Regions from separate parts of the Mus musculus genome. Here region 2 is linked to region 1. Evidence: chromatin contacts called from public Hi-C data. All regions are on one chromosome and are shown on one strand. The core of a region is the stretch at or near the end of the contact, and the rest is flanking DNA. Distances in the headings are between cores, read along the strand shown.

Region 1 (6,517 bases), core at 3,050-5,549:
CTTCAATGAATGTGCACATACTCAGAGCACGCAGTCCAGTGATACAAGCAGGTAATCTGAGAGGCACAAGCTACTCTTTCTGGAAACACAAAGAGAGACACTGGAGAAGAAAAGGCAGCAATGGCCTCCCACAACTTTACACATTACATGCTACAGCTACAATTTTCCAGGGAAGAGATGCATACTGGCTCCATAAAGGCACAATTGTTGTAGGGGTAACCAATTGATTCCTGAATGGATCTGATGTAGGCTCAGTAGAAGGGAGTTTATAGATGCATTTTTTTATTGTTACTATTGTTGGTGATGGTTTAGTATGTTCATTTTTAATATCACCAGCATTTAGACTATGCCCAACACCTACCAGATGCTTTAAATTAATATATCTTATATGATAAGCAGATGAACGAATGCCCATTTAAGACCTAAATGTCAAGCCATCTTTGTCCATTACAACCCAACCCATCCACCAAGCTATTTCAAATTCTATTTCCTGCACACATTTCTTCATCTCCTTGCCTCTGACTTAATGGGCTTTTCAGCTTCTCCAAGTCCTCCTATCATTCAGTTGAACTCTGTTGTGGACTGTTTCAATCTCCCTGGGCCAGGAACACTTCATATTGCCCTCAGCATCAGTCAGCTCATCCCGTGAACCCCAGAGACCAATGCACTCTCTTTTGATGATGCCCATCTATGCCTTTCCTTCTCTCCAGGAATCCCCAAACTGATACTAATACATTATCATGGGCCTTTCATAAACCAGAGAGTACATTTCCTAAGCTCCCAGGTTTGCCTTTTTTCTTGTTCTACAATTTTCTCTCTAGACATACAACTGCTTCCATTCTTCATAAACTCACTAACTATACAAAAATAGAAAGAGAACCAGGGGCCAGCACAGACACTCCCAGGGAGCAGGCTGCCTCTTGCACCCTTTCTGTGCAAACACCTTAAGCCCAAACTGTCCCCATGGAGAGCAAGCTAACACTCCCCAGGAAACCCCACACGTTCAGGCATTCACACTTCAGGGAAAAAAAAAATAAAGACTCTGAACAGGAGGGGGAAAATGGAATCATGGGCCACAGCCATCACACACAGTGAGAAGCACTAATTATTCTGTGTAGCCTGAGTTTTTCTTAGTAGGCAAACTCTTTTGAATATTAACAAATATTTATTTAGGAATTAATAATTGACATCTATTAAAGCATAATTTATGGAGAGTGAATTCCTCTTGGTTTGGGTTCCCACTGCTCTGCTACAACTGGCTTACCCATAGCTACTGTTTCTTTTGTTGAAAGCAAGATGCACAGTGTTGGGGGTGGATAAGCAAGGGGGCAAGGTGCCCTATGTTGACCATACAGACAAAGCCTGGGTGAGAGGGCAGTGGGTTAGAACATAGCTGGAAACTAACAGTGCTTCCAACCCTCCTACTCCTGTCTGTTTGGCTTGGGGGCCCACCCCTACCCCATGCACCTCTGAGCAACTCTCTATCTCTGCAAAGCTTATTATATGAGGATGATGCAGTTTTCTTATCCACCTTGATTGGGTTGGAAAGGCTTGTTTACCAGGAAAGAAACTCTTCTGCAATGCTCTAGGCTGCTGGAACTCTCTCTCTCTCTCTCTCTCTCTCTCTCTCTCTCTCTCTCCCTCTCTCTCTCTGTGTGTGTGTGTGTGTGTGTGTGTGTGTGTGTGTGTGTTTATGTGTGTGTGTGTGTGTGTGTGTGTGTGTGTGTGTGTCTGTGTGTGTGTGTAAAGAGAAGAGACCAGATCACCTCCTGGGTGTCCTGATCAGAGGTGTGGCTGGGCCAATGGGACTGCTGAGTGACAGGGCAGGCCAGTCCTCACACTCTCCACTTCCCATCTCTGCTCAGTCTCTGTACATTTTTCTTTCCTTTATTTTTCTTGTTTCTTTCACTTTTATGGTCCCCATGGCAAAGCACAGCCTCTTCACAGCTCCTGGGCTTCTCTGACACACCAGAGAAGACAGTGCATGTCTCTTTGTCTATGCTTGCCCCCTCACCCCTGTTTTTTGCTTCATGGAGAGATTCGTCTGCAGAACAAGTCATGGGCAGCAGTGCAGATAGTTGATAAAATACCTGCAGCTCTTCACACATGTTTATTAACTCAGTATGTACTGTGTGCCAGGCAAGTTCTGGGGGCAGAAAGGTGTGCAGACCAGACAAGACCTTATATCCGTAGCATCAGGCCCTTCTGAGGCAAGAAAGCAGCATCACCAGAGAGCCGACAGGAATCCACTCATTGGAGTCTGACTCTGTGTATGATGACATCCAGTCAGCCTTCAGATCCTGCACAACTACAGGTTGTTGCTATGATTGTAGACACTTTCCAGAAAAAAAAAAAAAAAAATATATATATATATATATATATATATATATATATATTTAACGTTTAAAAAGGAGTAAAGTGGAGGAGATACAGAAGTAGGAAATGCAAAGGTAGGTCCACAGAAATCAAAATAGGACAGAGATTGATGTTGGACCAATACAATAATTTAGTGCTTGAGTCCTGGAAAATTAAAATGACAATGGCGAGCTCCAGCTTGATGTCTTTGGGGAATATCCAAGTCAAAGCTAGAAAGCCTCCTGTCTGAGCTGATGTTAGGCCAGCCATGGTCTGGGCAAAAGACAGAAAGGCAAATTGGCTGAAAAGGTGCTCTGCCATGCTATAATTCTAGGAACCAATGTTCAGAGCCTGATCCGAGGACACAATGCGATACTCCTGGTCTTTAAGCAGAGCAGTAGCTCATCATCTTCCCTATCCTCTCCAGATGAGAGTGTACACCTCATTTTAACGTTAACTAAAAAGCAGCATGCCATCTCCTCTGGAATGCAAAACTGTGAATTTGAGTGAAATATGCAGTTTTCATTATGTTAAAAGATCTACTCATTACAATCAGGATAAGAGGATGTGAAAAGACAAATTGATCCCCACTTTAAATGTATTAATCAGCTCGCAACTCTTGTCACCAGTCAAAACAGAACCAGCAGACATTTATTCTGTCTCAGTTGTGTTTTAGAGCCCATCCCAGGAGGTCACAGAATCAGTGAGTCACCCTGTACTGTGTGTGGGAAAACAGCCACGGCACATGGCCGAGGCCTCGCCTGCTTACAAGCAGGCTATGCATGTGTGTGTGTGTGTGTGTGTGTGTGTGTGTGTGTGTACACTCATTGCAAAACTCTGTGCATCCTTACTTATCCCATACTTTGTTCCAGATATTGGTCAAAAGTAGTCCTTGTTCTCTGCCAAGTTTAATCTGGGGTAAATGAGTGGGTAAACCCTGACACTAACGTGTAACTGGGGGTACATTAATGATCTGTGTGCAATGCTGTAGCACGAAGCCTCAGATTGAATGTTGTAGTTTATAGGCAAGTGGGCAGGCTGGAAGGATGGTTTGTATAAGTGCTGACCACGTTTTAGATCTAGGAAGACACAGAGGTTAGTGAGAAGAGAGTCGGCCACCTTCAGTCCAGTCTGTAAACACGGAACAAGTATTACTGTTCAGGAAGAATGTGTCTTCTAGCAGTGTAGAACTCCAGGTTAGTATCCACATTAGCCAAGACACACTCAGCCCGATGAAGATAGTGAAGCTCCTATGAAGGGCCTTCCCTCTTGCTGTCTGTACTACGATATGACTCAGGGCTCTGTAGGCCCACAACAGTCAGAACTTCATGAGTATAGACAAGTAAGGGAATGGAAGACTTATTCTCACAGTAGGCAGAAGGCAGGACCCCTCAGAAGTGAGCTTTCAGGGGTAAAATAGGCTGAAAAGAGGCTGGTACCTGGACTGGGTTAAGCCGAAGCAGGATTTCCATAACTGAGAATCCAATAGATGGTCTTCCTTCTCTAAGGGTATATAGTGATTTAAGGACTCAGACAGAGTGGGGATGGAGGTGTTTGTCAAGCTTGGGATACAAGGTGTTCAGCTTGTTCAGAATCAGACCGTCAAGAATGAGACTCATTGCTCAAGACCAGCATCTTCAGTCCTCCTTATCTAAGAACAGAGAGGCAAGGCAAGGCTGACCTGTGTGAGCTACTCTCTGTCTTTGTCTCTCTGCCTCTGTCTCTGTCTCTCTCTCCATCATGGTAATTCTCAGAAAGACATCTGGAGTGGTTAATCTTCACTGTCTAGAGAACTGGACTGAGAATCTTCATAGGAATGGCTCCTCTGCATATGTCTATGTAGGTGTGTCCGGAAATAGTTACGTGAGCAAAGAGGCCCATCCTGAATACAGCTGTCACCGTTCACCCATCAAGACAGCTGAGCACTAGTATTTATCTTTCCATGCTTCCTGACTCTGGACAAATGGCCAGCTGTCTCAGGCGCCTGCTGCCATGTCTTCCCCACCATAGTAGACTGTCCCCTCCAGCTGTGAGTCCAAACAAATCTCCCTTCCTTCCTTCAGTTGCTCTTGCCAGACGTCTTGTCACAGCAGTAAGAAAAAGTGTCTAACATGATGCTCACCAGTGCTGGGCACAGATTTATGCCAAGCCTGGCTACTAACTGAACTCAAGTGCTAAAGAGTCATCAGGTATCGTTGGGAAGGCAGTTGGAACCATCTAGAAACAAGATTTCTTTTGATAGCTTTGCTCCAACCCTCATGGAAGACATAGAACAGCTATCTGAAGTTAAAAAAAAAAAAAAGACCAAGCTGCCTCTGGTGTGACGTGCTTTTCCTCTGGGCAGCCTTAGGGTCAGACAATCATTGCATTAAGTTGAACCATACAAGTGACAGGATTTTTTTTTAACTCCAATTATCTTCTGTTGACAATTCCATTATGGAGAGAGAGAGGAGTGTAAGCTCCATCTAGGATTCTCCGGAGCAGAGCATTTATCTGGTTTTATGAGCCCATGAGAGACCATAATGTATATTTTATGAGCCCATTCTCATTTTTAATCTGCTGTGATAAGATCACTATGCTAGGACAGAGAAACTCACTGACAAAACCAACCCAGAAGAGAGGCAAGCATACTGCCTGCGAGAGTCCTGGCTCTTCCAGGGTTAGCCCTCGGTGGAAGTCCTTGGACATGAGCACCTTAAGATGGTTTCTCAAGCAGGGCACAACTTTGCTTATCCTTTCAGTCACCACTTGACAGGGCCTCTGAATGATAAGTATTGATAGGGGACACTGACTTCAGACAGTGACACAGACTAGGCATCTTAACCACTGTCAGGCCATAACAGCAACTGCACTTCCCAGTGAGAGGCTGGGATATATGCACACTAGGAGAATATAGATTTCATAGTCATAGAAACAGTGTGAGGCACAGATATCAAGTGTAAGATTTGAAAGTCAAAGGTTGACTTAGTTGGACTAGGTTCTCTGCTCCATCCATCATCCCTGACATTGGCTGTCTCCACTGGGACTTTCAGTCCTTTCTCAGTTCAGTCTACCCATCAGGAGACAGCAGAGTATGACTAAGAAGATAGAGGCAAGCAATCCTCTTTGAATACCCACATGTTTCCACTCCACTTCCTGGCCTCCTTTGCAGCTAGGCCAAGCATGTGCCAGATCAATGGTCTGAGAGTGGGGGCAACCTGTGTTGCTTCTAGTTCAAGTATCAGAATTAGAAGGTGGGAATAACCTAGTATCTAAAAAACTATTGCAAAAGATCCTCTATGTCTCTGACACAGGGAAGACTTTATGAAATCACCAGGGCTTAAAGACAGCTTGTTCTCATTGATTAGTGTGTTCCCTTGGAAGTCATGGGAAGCGGGTCTGTTTCTAGATCCCACTCCATATATTCCAACCCCATCTCCCTCCTACCCCATTCTCTCATTGTATACCCAGAGGATCAGCTGGCAGGGCTGCTTCAGGTTGATTTCTTGGGGTAAATGAGGAAGGAGGTGGGATGTTATCTACTGTTGACACTGAGACACACTCAGGTCTGGCTGTTCTGGGAAAACTGAGGGGAGAGACATGTCAAGCCTCTGATTTTTGTGGAGAAAGACTGCCCAGTGGCACACTGTGGCTTGGTGGCAATCCTCCAGGAAGTGCTGTGTGTTAAAAACTCTCTGAAGGGCAGGGAAGATGGGTCAGTGTATAAAGCATCTACCATACAAGCAAAGGGATTGAGAGAGTGACACCAGAAAGTTGTCCTCTGACCTCCACATGCCCGCCATGACACACATCACCCTGACTATAGACTGAACTAGGCACTGCATTGGATTCTTGCTAGAATTCTCTCAACACACCACCATGGTTGTTAGGGTGATTTAGGGAGGTCTGACAGGCACCCATGTATCCCCCAATATTTTATTTTACACCCACCCCTCCTGGGTTCTAGAGCCTCAGATCCTGTCTTCAGACATTCTCCTGAGAATCCAGGTGGCTATCTGGACCTGGCAGGCTCTACCTTTTCTTCTGGACATGACAATGATCAGATGCAATGACAGTCACTGGTTTTATTGAAGTGTTGCAAGGTGACTACATATGAAATACTGATTTCCAGGGCTGAAGAGATGGCTCAGCTGGTAAGTGCTTGCCCTTCAAGCCGAAGAGC
Region 2 (6,912 bases), core at 1,964-4,463, 140 kb after region 1:
AGGCAAGACCAAACTACAGAAAGCACTGTGCTACAACCAAGAACAGAAACAATGGCCATGCTGGTGTGCCCTCCAGGCTCAGCCCATCTCCTCACACTGAGGGGAAAGCCATGGGTTCTGTGGGCAGCAGACCTCACAGTCACACACATACACTGAGCTGTAGGAGCTGAAGCCATCCCTGCCGAGGATTTCCGCCCTTCATCTGGGCCATAATCCACCTCCCAGGCCACACAGTGCCTGGCTTGTGCTTAAACAAGGCACGCACTGTACCAGTGTTCTCACATCACGCTGCGGGAAGGCAAACAGAGCTGGGGACCTATGCCAAGGTTTTCAAAGGCTGCCCTGAAACGTAAATGTGGCCTCTGTACATTCTTCAGGCAACGCTGGGGATCATCTCTGTGGTACCAGGGCCAGCACAATTACCCTATTACTACCCGATGGCGGCTCCTGATGAATGCATCTCTGTGATGGTTCCTTTTAACCTGACGACAGGAAAAGGAAAATCTATGGAAGGGGGCATGAGGCAGAGTTCCATGAGCTCATGTCTAGTGGGGAAAGCTAAAGGCATGTGAAGGCTGGGGGTGAGTGGATCACATTGCTTCTGGCTTCAGGGGCAATGTTATTGCCCCTTCCTCTAAGAACTTCCATGGGTTAGCCTCAATGTGTGGGGACATCTACCAACTGGAATTCCGTGAAACAGGGGCCACAAATGTCAGGATATACATTCAGGTTTGTGTACCCTGGGCTGAATAGCTGAAAATCTCTCTCTCTCTCTCTCTCTCTCTCTCTCTCTCTCTCTCTCTCTCTCTCTCTACCTAAAACAAGGGAGTAAATTTAAATAAAAGATGTACACAGTTTTTGAGAGAGCAGATAAAGAGAATATAAAAGTTAGATAAAGCCCAGAGAAGAACAAGCCACTTAGGTTGCTGTGCCTCAGGCTACACATCATCAAATAAAGCAATAATGGTGTCTCTGTAAGATGCTTGAGGGGGCCGTGAAATGCACGTCTACTCACTACCACAAGTAGGAAAACTAGGGAGGAAGGGGAGTCAGGACACTCAGGTGTGGTTTAGCATGACTTTCTGAACCAGCCGCCCCCGCCCTGCCCCCCCCCCACACACACACATAGAAACCTCTCAAAGCTTGAAGCAATGCTATGACATGGGAACACATGCCAAGGGCAGCAACCGGACAGATGGGAGGCACTATGGTGGTCAGCATCTATGGAATACTTCTTTTCGAGATTCTGAGACACAGTGGATTCTGCTGCTCTTTCTTCTGAGTCTATCTAGTTCATCTCTGCAGATTTTCTCATCCTTCCCAAGGCCAAGGTCAGGAGAACTGGGGAGAAGTCAGCCTTGATGAGCACAGGAAGAGTCTCGAACCTTAGGAAAAGTGTGGTAGTGGTGTCAAGCAAAGGCAAGACTGAACCCTATGCTTCTGATGGGGAAGCGAAGTCTGGCCCTGGGAAGGCAATTTCTCCAGGTCAAACGTCATAAGGAAGGGCACAGGAGGTTAAAGCAGAAATCCTGAAAAAGTACAAGAGTTTGCAGGAAAAGCAACAAGGACCGGCTTTTATAGCTTCACCTTTAAGCCTTCTTCTTTGGGTAGTATGGCAGTCACTTTTCTCATTGCTGGGACAAGACTGCAACCTAAGAAAGGGTTCATTTTGACTTGTGGTTTAGGAAGGGATGCAGTCTGTTATACAGAGGAAGGCATGGGAGCAGGGCTGTGAGGCAGCTCTCTCTCTCTCTCTCTCTCTCTCTCTCTCTCTCTCTGTGTGTGTGTGTGTGTGTGTGTGTGTGTGTGTGTGTGTGTGTGTGTGTGTGTGTGTATTCTATATCTGTAGACAGATTCTATATCTGTAGTCAGGAGACAGAGAGCAGACAGGAAGTAGGACTGGACAATGAACCCTCCAGGCCCTCCTGGTGACCCACTCCCTCAAGCAGGGCTCCATCTACTTCCTAAGGCTCCACACTGTCTACCATCAAAGAAGTTTATATCCAAAACACAGCAGGTAGCAATGTTCACACCAGCTGAGGAGTCCCTGCTGCCAGACTCTTAGTTAACCTGGCTTGAATGAGATGAATCCTACCCCCATCTAGCCATAGGAGAAACACATAGTCTCCAGCTCAGCCAATGAGAGGGCTTCACTCCTGTGTCCGGGTGACTGATTGAGGGCAAGATGTATGCTTCGAGGTGACCCAAGAAGCCTCACAAATAAGCTTTCTCTGAAAGGCTACAGAAGAGAAACTCTTTCTACTGGCCTTGCTGGGCTGCTGGGGTCAAGGGCTATTCATGCGAGTGGGACTGAATTACCCTGAGAAGGAGGCACCACAAACAAATGTCACTCTGGGAGATAAAAGGAGACAAATTCTCAGCCTCATATGGAGTCCTTGCTCCAGCTGCACCTTCAGGTGACACATCCTGGATGTTGGTTGCCTTCACTCTTCAGTGTAGAGGCCAATGATTGATTTTGTAAATATGTGTGTCTCCTCGGCACTTGACCTAGGGGAGAAATATTCTCATTGATTTCATACTTAAACCAGATTGACTTAAACACCTGTCACTCACGTGTTTAAGAATCCAGCCCCATGTTTCAGATAAATAGTGGATATCAGCCACTGCTGACAAGACTGTGGCTGTGGCCATGAGGGAGGGTGACCAAAGGACCCTTACCTACCAGAATGAGGTAACGATGAAAACCAGAGAGGAGTTGAAGAGTACCAGGCTTGGTCAATGAAAATGCAGTTATTGTATCTGGAGAGACAGTTTCCTGCCAATGGGAGAGAACCTGAGCAAAGCTGCCTCCTGCTGGAGGGCCATAAGAACCGTGGGGGCAGTCAGCAGGGAGTGGGGCTGGATGGGTGACTTCAGCTCTTTCCTGGCCTGGTACTGCGTATTTGAATCTCCTGCTGGGCCAAGTAGTGACTTTGCAGGCCCTGCGGAATTCTCATCATTTCCCAGGGACCTTTCAGCTTGGGTTTGGCTCCTATGCCAAGGCTGTGACAGCTTTATTAGCACCTATAATTCAATGTGAGCATCAATGTGTTGGGAAACACTTTGGGGCTATCTGTTAAAGTCAGTTTAATTCCCTCTCAAATGCCTCTTTGTTTGCCAAAGTGCCAGGCAGAAGCCTTCCAGGTAGGCGGGGAGATGAGCCCCAGACAGGGATCAGCGGGACGTGTCTGCTGAGAGCACAAGTCACTTTGCTGGGGGCTGATGTCATTTCCAGTTAGTGGGCTCCTGGCAGAAAGGTCTGCAGAGGCTCAGATGACATCACTGGAGAGCAGCCTGTCATTGGCGGAGATAACAAATGGAGCTCAGCCCCAAGTTCCTGCTGCCCCAGGAAGTCTCAATTCATTCCTTGGCTTCGCTCCCTAAGAGGGGTCTGGAAAGGAGACTCTTTGGACCCTAGCAGACTGTCTTGCTGGCTACTTCATGGAAACAAAACAGAGGGGTATCTAAACTTTCCTCAAAGTTCCCAGTGACTGTTGTTATCACGTGCTGCCATGACACAGCAGCACACACAGCCGATCATCTACCCAGTGTACATGTTCCCTTCTGCTGTTCTAGAATCTGCCACAGCCACTAAGGCATGTCATTCTTCAAAAGATTGGATCTCCCCTTGGCAGATCCTCACTAACTCATCCATCCATCCATCCATCCATTCATTCATTCAACAAGTTCTATAGAATGCATATTTTTGTGATCATTGTTTCAGACACTAAGGATACTTCTTGACTGCCCCATCTGGGGATCTATCCCGTATACAGTCACCAAACCCAGACACTATTGTGGATGCCAAGAAGTGCTTGCTGACAGGAGCCTGATATAGCTGTCTCCTGAGAGGCTCTGCTAGTGCCTGAAAAATACAGAGACGGATGCTTGCAGCCAACCATTGGACTGAGCACAGGGTCCCCAATGGAGGAGTTAGAGAAAAGACTGAGGGAGCTGAAGGGGTTTGCAACCCCATAGGAAGAGCAATAATATCAACCAACCAGATACCCCAGGGACTAAACTACCAACCAAAGAGTACACTACTCATGGAGCAAACCATGACTCCAGCTGCATATGTAGCAGAGGATGGCCTTGTCGGACATCAATGGGAGGAGAGGTCCTTGGTCCTGTGAAGAAGGCTCAATGCCCCAGTGTAGGGGAGTGCCAGGTGGGGGGAGGTGGGAGTGGGTGGGGAGGTAGTGGAGCATCCTCATAGAAGAAGGGGGAGGGGTGGGGGAGGAGGTTTCCAGAGGGAAAACTGGGAAAGGAAATAACATTTGAAATGTAAATAATGTAAATAAAGGAAATATCCAATAAAAGAAGTGAAAAAAAAAAAAGAAAGGAAAAAGAAAACTCAAGCCTTTGCCTCTGTGAGTCTTAATTCTAGTTGAGATGACAGAGAACTAAATATATTATAGAATAAAGATGTGATGTCAGGGCAAAGCAGTCTAAATACGTATTGAGAAACAGGCTGTCTGTTTTAGATAAGACAGCAATTGGGGAGATGGTGTGTGAGTCTTGGGAAGAGTCTTCATTTCCAATGAGGAATCTGGGTTGGATGAGTGAGCAGATGAATGAATGAATCCAAAGGCTCTGATGCTCACTCAAGTCTTTTAGGTATATTAGAATCATCAGGATCGACAGTCATGGCTTCTAAGCCTGGTTCTCTTTGCTGCTCATTGTAATTCGGAGTGAGGACATGTGCTTTCAGAGCCTCAGTTTCCCTACTTGCACACTGAGGAAATTGGGCTCAACTGTCACGGAGGGCCCAGCTTCCTCTGCCACTCTAGGAAGTTGTGAAATCACAGGCTTTGGGACCTGATATGCTGAGAATGTCTTCCTGCCTGTCTGCTGTGCAGCTACTCCTGGCCAGTAGTGTCCCCATTTCTGAAAGGATGGTGGCTTATGGTCTGTACAGCATGAGTTTCTAGGAAGTCACAGTGTATTCTCCTGATGTCCCCTGCTGCTGGAAATAGTAAAACCAAGAACATACCCTGGGTATAAACACACACACAAGCACACACACACACACAGGCACACACCTGTAAACGCATGCACAGCCACATCAACACATAAGCACATATATGTACACACATGGAAGAGAATCTAGACATTTCCTTTCAAAACAACTGTACCCTGCAGCTCTTTCTAGACCCAAGCCTGGCCAGGGTAGGCACACCAGAGACTTCCTGAGGTTGATATGACTTGGGGGAAGGGTTTTGGCATCTTTCAACACTTCTGCAATAGCTAGAAACCACCCCCAAAAACTCCAGTTCAGACGTTCCAGGTCACTGCTGTGAGTCCACTGAGGGCCTGAGGATGAATCTCAGCCTGTGGAATATGAAGCTGTTCGTGGCTAGACACGCAAGGATTGTTCAACTGTCTTCTGGCTCAGAATTCTGTATCTAAGAAATTAAAATAGCAAGTGAGCAAAAACAGTAGCACACAAGGCATCTACCAAGCTCCCAGTTCAGGGTAATCAAAGTCAAAGATATCCTAGTCTAGTCCACGCATTACAATTTTCTAAACAAAAAAGAAATTGCTAGTAATTTTCCAAACCCTGTCTTTTCACAAAGCAAAACAAACAAATAAACAAACAAAACCACAATGGAAAAGCTTCTTCTGTTGCAGTTAAGCTCACTCAGTCTAACTGAAATGTCTGGTTTCAAATTATATCTGTTCCTTGTTATTAGCACTATTGACTGAATTGTAACTTAAATGGTGATTTACGTTTTGAGACTTGGTCATTTGTAACTTACAGGAAGGGATGAATACAAGGGATCTTCTATATCTGAAAGTTTGGGAGTCAGAAGGCTAACAAACTTCCTGGCCAGGGCATTGCTGGACACTCTATCACTTCCTTTGATGTCCAGAGCCCAAGGACCTCTGAGCTGTGTAGGAGTGGCACCAAAAACACAGACTCCAGAGAAAGGGGGAAGAGACACTCTGCTGACAGTGACTAATTTTATTTCCAGTCAACTGGCTTTGGGCAGATATGCTACAGATGTTCAGATGACCTCATTAGGGACCAGGATGTCAACAAGACAGATAGGAAGAGCCCTGCTCAAGATCCCTATGGGACCTATAGCTTTGGGGTCCTTTATTTCTTGAGCTTTTCAAAAGGAGAGGATTTCAGCTGATTTTATGTGGCATCATAAAGAATTCTAGAACAGACTAAGTTTATCTTGTTTGAGATAGGCCAGTTAACATAAGAGCTCAAGTCTCCCATCCCTTCCATCTTCCTTTATGAGTTATCTTCATTGTTTGCTGTGTCATACAAGGTCCTTCAGGGCAGATGAGAGAATAGGCAGATAGTTCAGGATGTTCAATCATCAACTGTAAAGGAAAGAGAAAGCCTGTAGTACCTCCGTCACTGTCTAAATGACCCTAATAACCAGGATAGGTTAGGAGTTCCGCTACTGTGATGGCCAGAGCAGAAGTGAGTGCTCAGGCGTGAGTAGATGCATCTGCTTCCATATAGTCTAAGGCTAGACATGAGTAGATGCATCTGCTTCCATATAGTCTAAGGCTAGACATGAGTAGATGCATCTGCTTCCATATAGTCTTAGGCCGAACATGGCAGAGGAGTCTGATTCTGTTTCCTGGCACATCTTCTCTAAGCCTAGGGTCGCTCTTGTAGAGGAAACTCAATAGATCTGTGTGGAGCAGAACCTATTTGCACAGCACAAGCCAGGAAAGTAAGAACCAAGCCTAGAGAACATTGATGATGAGATAGTCATGGGCACACTAGACAAAGGATAATCAAAGTCTCATCACCCCCAGCAAGAGCATCAGACTTAAGAAAACCCCAGGGGTATCATAGCCAATAAACTCCTGTAGAACCAGGAATTATAATACCAAAAAAATATTGCCTAGCACCTTAAAATTTGATTAAGATCTTGATTTTACTTC

The links. Hi-C and Micro-C count contacts between places; a contact is called where the count stands out from the background.
Region 2: a contact with region 1 is called in a Hi-C map of the N1E-115 cell line, with 3 times the contacts expected there. The contact joins two enhancer-like sites. A contact is called at or near these places in 24 of 484 Hi-C or Micro-C datasets (the AML12 cell line, the HL-1 cell line, the MC3T3-E1 cell line and 19 more) and 1 of 115 datasets of contacts at active chromatin or transcription factors (stem cell-derived neural progenitor cells).

The regions. Positions count from the first base shown.
Region 1 is chr7:115,226,367-115,232,883 of GRCm38.p6, forward strand. No RefSeq gene overlaps it. Among named protein-coding and RNA genes, the nearest start is that of Gm34282, 97 kb to the left of the region's middle. Within about 2 kb of position 4,300, at least 6 of the 459 cell types and tissues checked have an H3K27ac peak or open chromatin away from gene starts, as enhancers often do. A contact at or near this core is called in the N1E-115 cell line, where this site is marked.
Region 2 is chr7:115,371,063-115,377,974 of GRCm38.p6, forward strand. No RefSeq gene overlaps it. Among named protein-coding and RNA genes, the nearest start is that of Gm45999, 24 kb to the right of the region's middle. Within about 2 kb of position 3,214, at least 15 of the 459 cell types and tissues checked have an H3K27ac peak or open chromatin away from gene starts, as enhancers often do. A contact at or near this core is called in the N1E-115 cell line, where this site is marked.